2 separate regions of the Macaca mulatta genome follow, and region 1 is linked to region 2. Evidence: chromatin contacts called from public Hi-C data. All regions are on one chromosome and are shown on one strand. Each heading gives the region's core, a stretch centred on a gene start, on an enhancer-like site or on the middle of the called end of the contact. The rest is flanking DNA. Distances are from core to core; before and after follow the strand shown. Region 1 holds the start of FMNL3 (formin like 3). Region 2 overlaps FMNL3 (formin like 3).

Region 1 (4,669 bases), core at 1,090-3,589, 44 kb after region 2:
ATCCCCAAGAAGGGATAATTTCCCTGTATTGGAAAACTGAAGTGAAATCTCATCTCCTGAGACAACTAACTAGCTCTGGCCTGCCCTGTTCCAACCCTTCATCAGCAGCAGCTCAGGCACACAAAAACAAGACCAAAATAAAAGGCACGAGAAAACAAATCAAAATTTTATACAGAAAAGCAGGCAGGCAAGTGGGTGGTCCAGTCCCCCGTTTGACCTGGGTTCTCCTGGTGCTCTGGTTAACTAGGACACCACGTGCATTTTGTGAATATTAAGCCATTCGTTTGCTAACTAAACAAATTGGTCAACCAAGGGCCAATGAGAACATGATGGATTCTGGTTCTGAGCTCTCACAAAAAATGGCTTGGCAGTGCCTACCTAAGGCAGCCTTCCACCCAATCCACCTCACCCCATCCCTTTCTCCCCAATTTCTATAGCTAACTTGTGTCAGCTTGCTGGGGGTTTTCACACCCCCACTGGAGTGCAGATCCCCTCCCACTCTTTTCCCCAACAGTTGGGCTCTTGTTCTCAAGGCCACTAAGTCCGTCTCTTCCTCAGCCTGTGAGATGGTCACAGCACATTGGTAATCACTGACTCACCCGATCCCCCTGAGGAGGCTGGGGGAAATGCAGAGGGCCACAGGATGTATGGCCCACATCCCTTTGGCCCTTTGCAGAGCTGGCAGGCAGAGAGGTGCCAGCGACACCACTTCCCCTTGGAACACTGTAGACCCTCTTTGAGCCAGCTCTGGTACCAGTGGGCTGATGTCAGGCTCTCTACCCTCGAAGAGGCCAAGATCTCTAGACAGCTCCACTGTTGCCAACAGATCTAATCTCCTTATTCCAAGGCAGATGAAATCCAATAAGGCTGCTAAGTCCACAACTTATCCCTCCTCACGGGCAGAGGCAAAGGCAAAGTCGGCCCTTCAGGCCATACCAACAATAACGCCAGAATTATTACTGCTTCTCAGATAACTATTTGGGGAACTGAGAACTATTTCCCCAAGTTTCTCAAAGATTAACCCGGTTTACCAATGTTTTCGCTCTGCAAAACTTCATTTTCAGCGGCAACATTTTCTCTGGCTTCTTCCCAGTGATACCAGCTCAGAACCTCTCGCTTCATAGAGCCACTGACATCAATGTCCAATTCCCATACCAAAGAAGAATCCCAAAGTCAGCTCTAAAAATCCATTTACACAGACCGTTTGAAATCTACAGAAAGACTAAAAAGCACAGGCTAAACAACACAAACCAGTCACGGTGGCTTAACATGAAAAGGGGGGGAGGAGGCGGGATGGTTTGTGTATTGTTTCACTTGGAAAAATACCCCAGTGAAATGGTTTATCCACATGTTCAGCCTTTTAGGCAAATCCACTATAACTTAGCAGGATGCCTGCAGGCCGTTCTGAAAATAAGCAGAATGGCACACTCCTTATTCCACCCCTTCAGGAGCTGCCAGCCCCTTCCCTATCCCCCTCTCCCCCCAAACATCTGGTCTGGGCTGGGAGCGGGACCCACTCCCTGGGAAGCCTCCATGTTCGCAGGAGAGGCGGTGTCCTCACTCAGGGAAGCCTGCTAAGAACCCGGCCGCGCTTCTGAATTCCCCCCACCGTGAGAGGCTCCTGGCTGAGAATGCTAGGGACAGGGAGCCTGGCGAGGAAGCAGGGAGACTGCAGAAGGGCAGCAGAAGGGGGAGGAAGAAGGAGGGAGAAGCCTGGTTCCCAGGACGGTCCCGAGCTGGGGACTTCTCCTAAGCGTCCAGCGGTGGAGGCGTCGGTCCCGAGATCCCCCACGGGACTGTCCGGGCCGGCCAGCAGCTGCTCAGAGGTTCCTGGGAAGAAACTGGAGGCTGAGATCCGTCCGGGACCCCGACTGAAAGGGTGGGCGGGACGGGGGCTCAGGACAAAGTCCCAGCTCGGGCGTCGGGACCTGAGGGGCGGTAGGCGGGGGAAGGGGCTGGGCTCAGCTCTCACCAGCACCAGGGCGAACCTTTCCTCCAGCTCACAGGGCTCAGGCATCGGCATCTTGCCGGGCGGCAGCAGCAAAGGGACAGAGGGCGGCTCTCCCGGGCCCCCCTCGGCGCTCTCCAGGTTGCCCATCGCTGCGGGGCCCCCTCAGGGGCCTCGGCCCCCCACCTCCACGCCCCGGAGCTTTCGGCTCTGCGGCTCCGACCAGGCTCCTCCTTCAGCGCCGGCTCCCCTAGTCCCGACTCCTCGGCCCCGTCGGGGTCGCCGGTGGTTCCCTGGAGTCCCTCAGGAGGCGGCGCGCGGCGAGGGCGAAGGCAGCGTAGCGGACAGCCGCACCGAAGCGAGGGGGACGGAGGCAGCCGGCTCTTGCTCACACCCGCCGCCTCGCCGCGCTCGGCTAGCCGCCCGGGCGCTGCCCCTCCCCGCCCCCCGCGCTCTTTCCCTTCCCCCCCACCCAACGTCGCTTCCTCCCACCCACTCCCGGCCGGGACTCGGGCTTCCCCCGCGAGCGCCGACTGCAGCCAGCCCGCCGCGCGCCCCATTCATGCAGGCCCCGCCTCCCTCCCAGAGGCCTCCCAGGCGACCCGGCCCGACCCGCCTGCGCCCGATTGACGGCCGCTTCTGCCAATCACAGGTCCTCCCGCCCTTGACGGCCTCGTGCAGGGCGCCGAGCGCTCCCTGGCGGCCTCAGCCGGGATCGAATCACCGCGGTTCCCAGAGGTTCCCAGAGGCGCTGGCCTGGACACCCCGGGAATGGGCCGTACCTTTTCACAAGGAACTCATGATGTATACAAGTAAGTAAAATATTATACAAGGCATGGCGTACAAAACTACAAGAGAAGTAGAAACAAGCAGGATACTCAGAAGAGGGAGAGAGACAGTATCCGTTAAGAGTCGGGGTGAGGGGCCGGGCGCGGTGGCTCAAGCCTGTAATCCCAGCACTTTGGGAGGCCGAGACGGGCGGATCACGAGGTCAGGAGATCGAGACCATCCTGGCTAACACGGTGACCCCGTCTCTACTTAAAAAATACAAAAGACTAGCCAGGCGAGGTGGCGGCGCCTGTAGTCCCAGCTACTCGGGAGGCTGAGGCAGAAGAGTGGCGTAAACCCGGGAGGCGGAGCTTGCAGTGAGCTGAGATCCGGCCACGGCACTCCAGCCTTGGCTACAGAGCGAGACTCCGTCTCAAAAAAAAAAAAAAAAAAAGAGTCGGGGTGAGGGAGATCATGGTTGGACCAGGCATTGAGGGATGAGGAAGCCCTTGCCCGACAGAGGCAAGGGAAAAGACATTTAGGAGGAGAGGAGCTTAACCATGGTCACAGGCTTATCTGGCTGCGTGTGAAAATGGAGAGGCGGGAGAAGAACGCTGTTCTGGGCTCAGTCGGCGGGTGGGTCGTTGATGATGCGGTGGACATTTGTTGTCTAGCCGCCATCTTCTTCCAGTGATAGCATCCCCTTTTCTTTTAGGAAACCACCTCTCCCCTCTTCTCAGTCTAAATGGAGCTGAACTTTATCCCCGGTTCCGAAGGGCCCCAAGACCCAGGCCCAGTCAGTTACAACATTTTCCTCCTCTACTCTTAGACACTGTTTTAGGGATTGTCACTTGACCCAAACCCAGACAATATGATATATCCAAGGCTTTCTCTGTAACAATCAGGAAAGAGGCACTCACTCTCTCTCCGTTTAGGCTGCAAAATTGTTAGAATGTAAACCTGCAGCCGCTGGTGGTCTCTTATCATCACCTGTAACACATCAAGCCTGCTTGAGAATGAAGCCAATGCAGAGGAAAGGCTACGAGACAGAAGAAAATTCTAATGACATGCCAAAAACCTGGATCTAACCATGCCTGAAGTTATCACCTAGATTTTTCATTGATTTATTCAACAAACATTTATTTGAAAAAGCTTATTCTATGCCAGATACTATTCTGGGCATTGAAGATACATCTGCAAACAGCATATACATTGTGTCTTCTTAGAATTCACAATCTGTGTAGAAGGAAAGATAGACAATAAACTAGATGAGTAAAATGTATAGATGTTAGTGATCAGTGGTATTAAAAATAAAACTGAAAGGGGATAGAGATGGAAGAGGCATTAAGATTTTAAATAGAGTTGCTTACTTGGGAGGCTGAGGCAGGAGGGTCAATTGAACCTAGGAGGTTGAGGCTGTAGTGAGCCATGTTCATGCCACTCCACTCTAGCCTGGGTGACAGGGTGACTCTGTCTCAATAAATAAGTAAATAAAGCTGCTGCTTGTCACAGGCATGATGGCTTCCAGGTTAGTTTTCAGAGCTGGAGTGCCAGCCACATAGGCCTGAGGGCTTACAGTCCCAATGGGGTGGTTGCAGCATGCTTCATGGCATCTGGAGGTGGTGTTCCTACTGATGACGAGCAGATGACTGGGCTGGAGAGGGAGGTCATGATAGCCATGTATGAGACTGGACCCATACAATATACTACCCCAAAAGGCAGCTTCAGGCACCAGGGAATACCCTAACAGCTCCCTCCATCACCAAGAGAATAGCGAGCTACATCTGTGAAGAGGACAACAGTGCTGTCAACTGGTTCTGGCTGCACAAAGGCGAGACCCAGCGATGCTCTAAGTGTGAACCCATTACAAGCTGATGCCCCACCAGTTGGCCCAGTGAGCCCTGGCAGTAATTGCTCAAAAATGTGCTGTAAAGTATCTTCTCTCCAATAAAG
Region 2 (4,503 bases), core at 1,444-3,943:
AGCTAAGCATGGTGGTGTACACCTGTGGTCCCAGCTACTCAGCAGGACTGAGGCAGGACTGAGGCAGGAGGACTGCTTGAGCACAGGAAGTCAAGCCTGCAGTGAGCCGAGATTGTGCCACTGCACTCCAGCCTGGGCAACTGAGCAAGACCCTGTCTCAAAAAAATGTTAGGGCTGAGTCCTAGGATGGAGGAGTTTCCTGGGACGCTGGGGAAAACTAGGGACAGTCATGGGCAAACCGGGAAGACTGGTCTCCCTAATGCTGACCTGTCCTAGGTATAAGTCTAAATGTGTTGGTCATTATGTTTATTATGTAATTCCATATATTCAGGTAATTGTGGTAGGGTATGCCACTTTAAATAATAATAATGAAATTAACAGTAGATCTGCTACCACAATACAGACCTAGTATGTTCCAAACAATACTAAGTGTTTTAACACGTCATCATCTAATTTTCACAACAACCCTGGAATGTGGATCTCCTTTCATAGAAGATGATTAAAAACTTGCTTTGGAGTCACACAGATAGTAAATAACAGAACTGAGACCCAAACTCAGCTTTGTCTGACTCAAGAGCTCTCATTCCTTCCACTATACCAGGCCACCTTTTCTGTGCTAACTCACTCTGGCTGCCTCCAAGCCCCCATGCCTGCTAGAAAAAGACTCCTGAATACTTCATTTTTCTATCCAGGTCAAAAGGTCATGCTCACTGTTCCTGGGTTCTTCAACAATGACCTGGAGTAATAACCCTCTCACGTCTGGAAACCCAAAGTTGCTTCTGGAAGACTCAACTCTGCAAAGATGAATGGATCCCACCAAGGCATCTCTACCAGAAGCCAGGACATTTCCCTGGATTGCTCACAGCTTGGCATTTGGATGCCTTGGCTTCTGATTCCAAGCTCCCTTTCCATCTCTCTCTCCTATTCTCCAAAATGCATCTTATCTTCTACTCCAGCCTAGTACCATTCTTCACTGATCCCCAGACATCTCTGGGCTTGCCTGCCTACTTCCACACCACTGCTTGGGCTACTCCCTCCTGTCCAGGATTCCCATTTCCATCTTCATTGTTGAACTCTCACCCTTCCTTATCAAAGCAGAATAGAACTATGTCCTCCCCCAACTGGTCCCCAACCTTAGCCCCGGGGTGGTACTCACATGACAGAACACTGGGCAAAGGACAGGTAATCCACCAGCACATCCAGGCCTTTGTTTTCATCATTCAGAAACTCCCGCACCCACCTGCAGATAAAGGAAACACAGTGGAAGGGGTCTGCTAAAGTGGGTCAAGGATCAGGAGGGTGACATGCCTCTGATCCAACACCTCCTCCTCCTGGAACCCAGCACCAGGCTAGGAAAATTCTGAAGATCAAAACCCATGACAGACCCATCCACGGTCATGGACTTCCCCTAGGCAGGGAAGCCAGGGATGGGGAAAGTACAGGCCCTTCTAATACCACTTGCTTTATCACGAAGGTGCTTTAGACAAACAAGCTCTCAAGTACTCCCTCTTTAAGGGCCAGACCCTGGCTCAATTATTTTCTGCATCCCTCCACATGTCCTTGCTCAGTGTTTGTTGGAAGAATTTAGGAAGTATCAAGAGCATTTACCACAGGCCCGTGTTCAGAGTTGTGCTTGACCGAAGCCAGCAAGTCTCCAACCTGACTGAAGCCTGTCAAGACACCAGCAGGAAGAGTCAAGGAGAGCTCTGGAACAGAAGTATCCTGGGCCAAAGCACTCTCTACCAAGTTTAAGGAGAGGAGTTTTGGAAAGCAGTGAGCAAACAGAGATGTATAGGAGTTCTGTATTTAGTCATGTTGAGTTTGTCAGAACCTGAAAAAGCATGGGGGTGATCAGGAACCCGAGGAACTCCAGGATGTCTATGACCACTCTGAGTCAACCTGAGGACGTGGGCCCCCCCTCAGCCAGGAAGGTAGACAACAAAGCACCTAGGGACCATATCCCAGGGCATTATTTTCCCTTCTGCTTTCAGTCATTTTGGGCTGAGATATTCCTGGAATGAAAGTCAAGGGCAAATCTAGGGAACTGTTATATGACAGGTTCATTCCATAGCAGAAACATAAAACGCTCAGGATGAAACCCTAATCTAGAGTGCTCTACTCCTTCAGAATTTCTGGGGGTCTTTATAGGAAAGCTCTGCCCAAACTGCCGTGCGGGGCCTCTTCTCCCCAACAGCTGGAAAACCAGCGCCATGTTGGCCAGCCACACCCCAAGCTACGGAGAGACTCTGGAGCTACACCACCAGGCCCAGCTGAGATTTGGCAGCAGGCCCTGGCTGAAGCTGACTGACACCGGAGCTGCCTGAAGTTAGCTTCCTCTCTGGGGGCCAACAGGCCTCCCGTTTCCTGTCTGTCTGCTCTCCAGCTCCCCACCCCCTTCTCATTTCCTGTCTGAGTCTATACTGCTATTTCGGGATCTTGACACTTTGAGGAGAGGTTAAAGGGTGCTTAGGCAAGGCACAGAAACCAATACAAACCAGGGAAAGAGGAGCTGGAGAGGCTCCGGAATCCCACTTCCCAGCCTGTCCCTCTCCAGAACCTGAGTTCCCATCTGCTGCTCCTGCACACCCAACTTCTGCAAGCCCTGGGGCTGATCAGGCTGTGACCAAAGCAGGATCCTCCTCTCCCCACCTTGTCCTGGGTTCCTTCCACCCTGAAGCACCCAAAATCTGACAAACGCTTCCCAGAAATCCAGGAAGGATCCTTCCACATAACTCTACCCAGAGAAGCTGCAGTTCAGATGGCAGGCATGCCTAAAATGCCAGGCACTGAGCTATTCCCTGGGAACAAAGGACCACGTCCAGGACCTCTAACTTGTGTGCCAACTACCAAGAGGCCCCAGGCCTGGGAACCACGCTGCTTTGGACCTAGCTCCTGGCCAGCAGCCAGAGGAGCAGGCATCAGGTAGAGGAGGCAGGCAGCAGGGACTGTCATAAACTGCTCTGTGGCCTTCTCCCAATGAAAGCACACCCCCATCCTCAGATGACTACAGCAAGACTTAATCAAGAAAACAAGGCTGGGTACTAGTGGCTCCACTTTGGGATTCTTAAAGAGGATCACTTGAGCCTAGGAGTTCAAGACCAGCCTAGGCAACAAGGCTAGACTCTGTCTCTACTTAAAAAAAAAAATTTTTTAATGGACAGGCAGGCCAGGCACAGTGGCTCACATCTATAATCTCAGCACTTTGGAAGGCCAAAACAGGCAGATCACTTGAGCCCACGAGTTTGAGACTAGCCTGGCCAACATGGCAAAACCCTGTCTCTACTAAACATACAAACATTAGCTGGGTGTGGTGGCACACGCCTGTAGTCCCAGTTATTCAGGAGGCAAAGGCAGAATGGCTTGAGCCTGGGAGGCAGAGGTTGCTGTGAGCCGAGATCACGCCTGGGCGACAGAGCTAGACTCCGTCTCAAAATATAAATAAATAAATACATAAAATAAAATGGGCAGGCATGGGTGTGTGCCTGTGTTCCCAGCTACTTGGGAGGCTGGGATAGGAGGATCACTTGAGCCCTGGAAGCTGAAGCTTCTGTGAGTCATGATCACGTCACTGTACTTCATCCTGGGCAACAGAGCAAGACCCTGTCTTTAAAAACAAACAAAAAGAAGACAGAAGGGCTGAGAGTGACAGAAGGGACTATGGAGGAATGCAGAGTGGTAGGTGGCTTCGGGTGGCAGGTAGCACTCAGGGTTGCCACTGGTGTCATTCTTGCCCTCACACACAAGGGTACTAAGCAGCCCCTGCCACTTTGTCCTTCCATGAAGGATTCACCAAACAAAGGAAGAGGCTTGGCCACACCTTTCTCAGTGGCTTGGCTTTCAATGTCTGATTCACAGATGAGTTACAGAAGCCATACTTGGGCCACCAGAGCACAGTTACTGAGGCCAGGAACCATCCCTTTCCTGTTCTCTCCTGTGCTGTTTCCCTTGTGATTGCTGCTACAACTGGCTACACACACAGGTGTCCTCTCCCTCTAAAGAACCCCGGGAAGGCTTGCCCTGGGGGTGGATGAGGGCTGCTGCTACGACAGGAGGGGAAAGGCTGATGATGTCATTTGGCTGTCTCTACCCCACTGTCAGGAAGCCTGGGTACCCCGCCCCCACCCGGGCCTCCACTGCTCACTCATAAGCACTGGACATTTGTGCCAGGCCCTCCATCAGGTCTGTAACCCCGCCTGCAGTTCTACATCACATGTCCCTCACTGTCCTTTTGTATGAGCACACATACGCACACATATACACACTTTCTCTCTCTCTCTCTCACTTTCATGTATCTTTGCTGATTACAGTTTCGTAACACTGAGGCCAATACCCTCTTTCACTGTACCTCACACATTAGCCTTTTGCTTGTTCAGCAATTCCTGGTTTCCCACTCAGGGACCGGAAAAAAAAAGACTCACACAGTTCCTAAGGGCCCTGTCAATGGGTTGGGAGCACCACGGTCTGTGAATATAGAAAACATTCAGCTCCTGGCCCCCATTGCCT

Evidence for each region. A called contact is a pair of places that touch in the nucleus more often than the background predicts.
Region 1: a contact with region 2 is called in a Hi-C map of CD4 T cells, with 3 times the contacts expected there. The contact joins the promoter of FMNL3 here to the enhancer-like site in region 2. A contact is called at or near these places in 9 of 14 Hi-C or Micro-C datasets (CD4 T cells, blood, cortical neurons and 5 more).

The regions. Positions count from the first base shown.
Region 1 is chr11:56,891,588-56,896,256 of T2T-MMU8v2.0, forward strand. It overlaps FMNL3 (formin like 3), which reads right to left and starts at 2,340. Exons shown (of 26, transcript XR_013401039.1): 1 at 1,973-2,340. LOC144332861 (a long non-coding RNA gene) reads right to left here. Exons shown (of 2, transcript XR_013401052.1): 2 at 2,684-3,003.
Region 2 is chr11:56,846,873-56,851,375 of T2T-MMU8v2.0, forward strand. It overlaps FMNL3 (formin like 3), which reads right to left. Exons shown (of 26, transcript XR_013401039.1): 5 at 1,157-1,240. Among named protein-coding and RNA genes, the nearest start is that of PRPF40B, 40 kb to the left of the region's middle. Within about 2 kb of position 2,694, at least 18 of the 40 cell types and tissues checked have an H3K27ac peak or open chromatin away from gene starts, as enhancers often do. A contact at or near this core is called in CD4 T cells and blood, where this site is marked.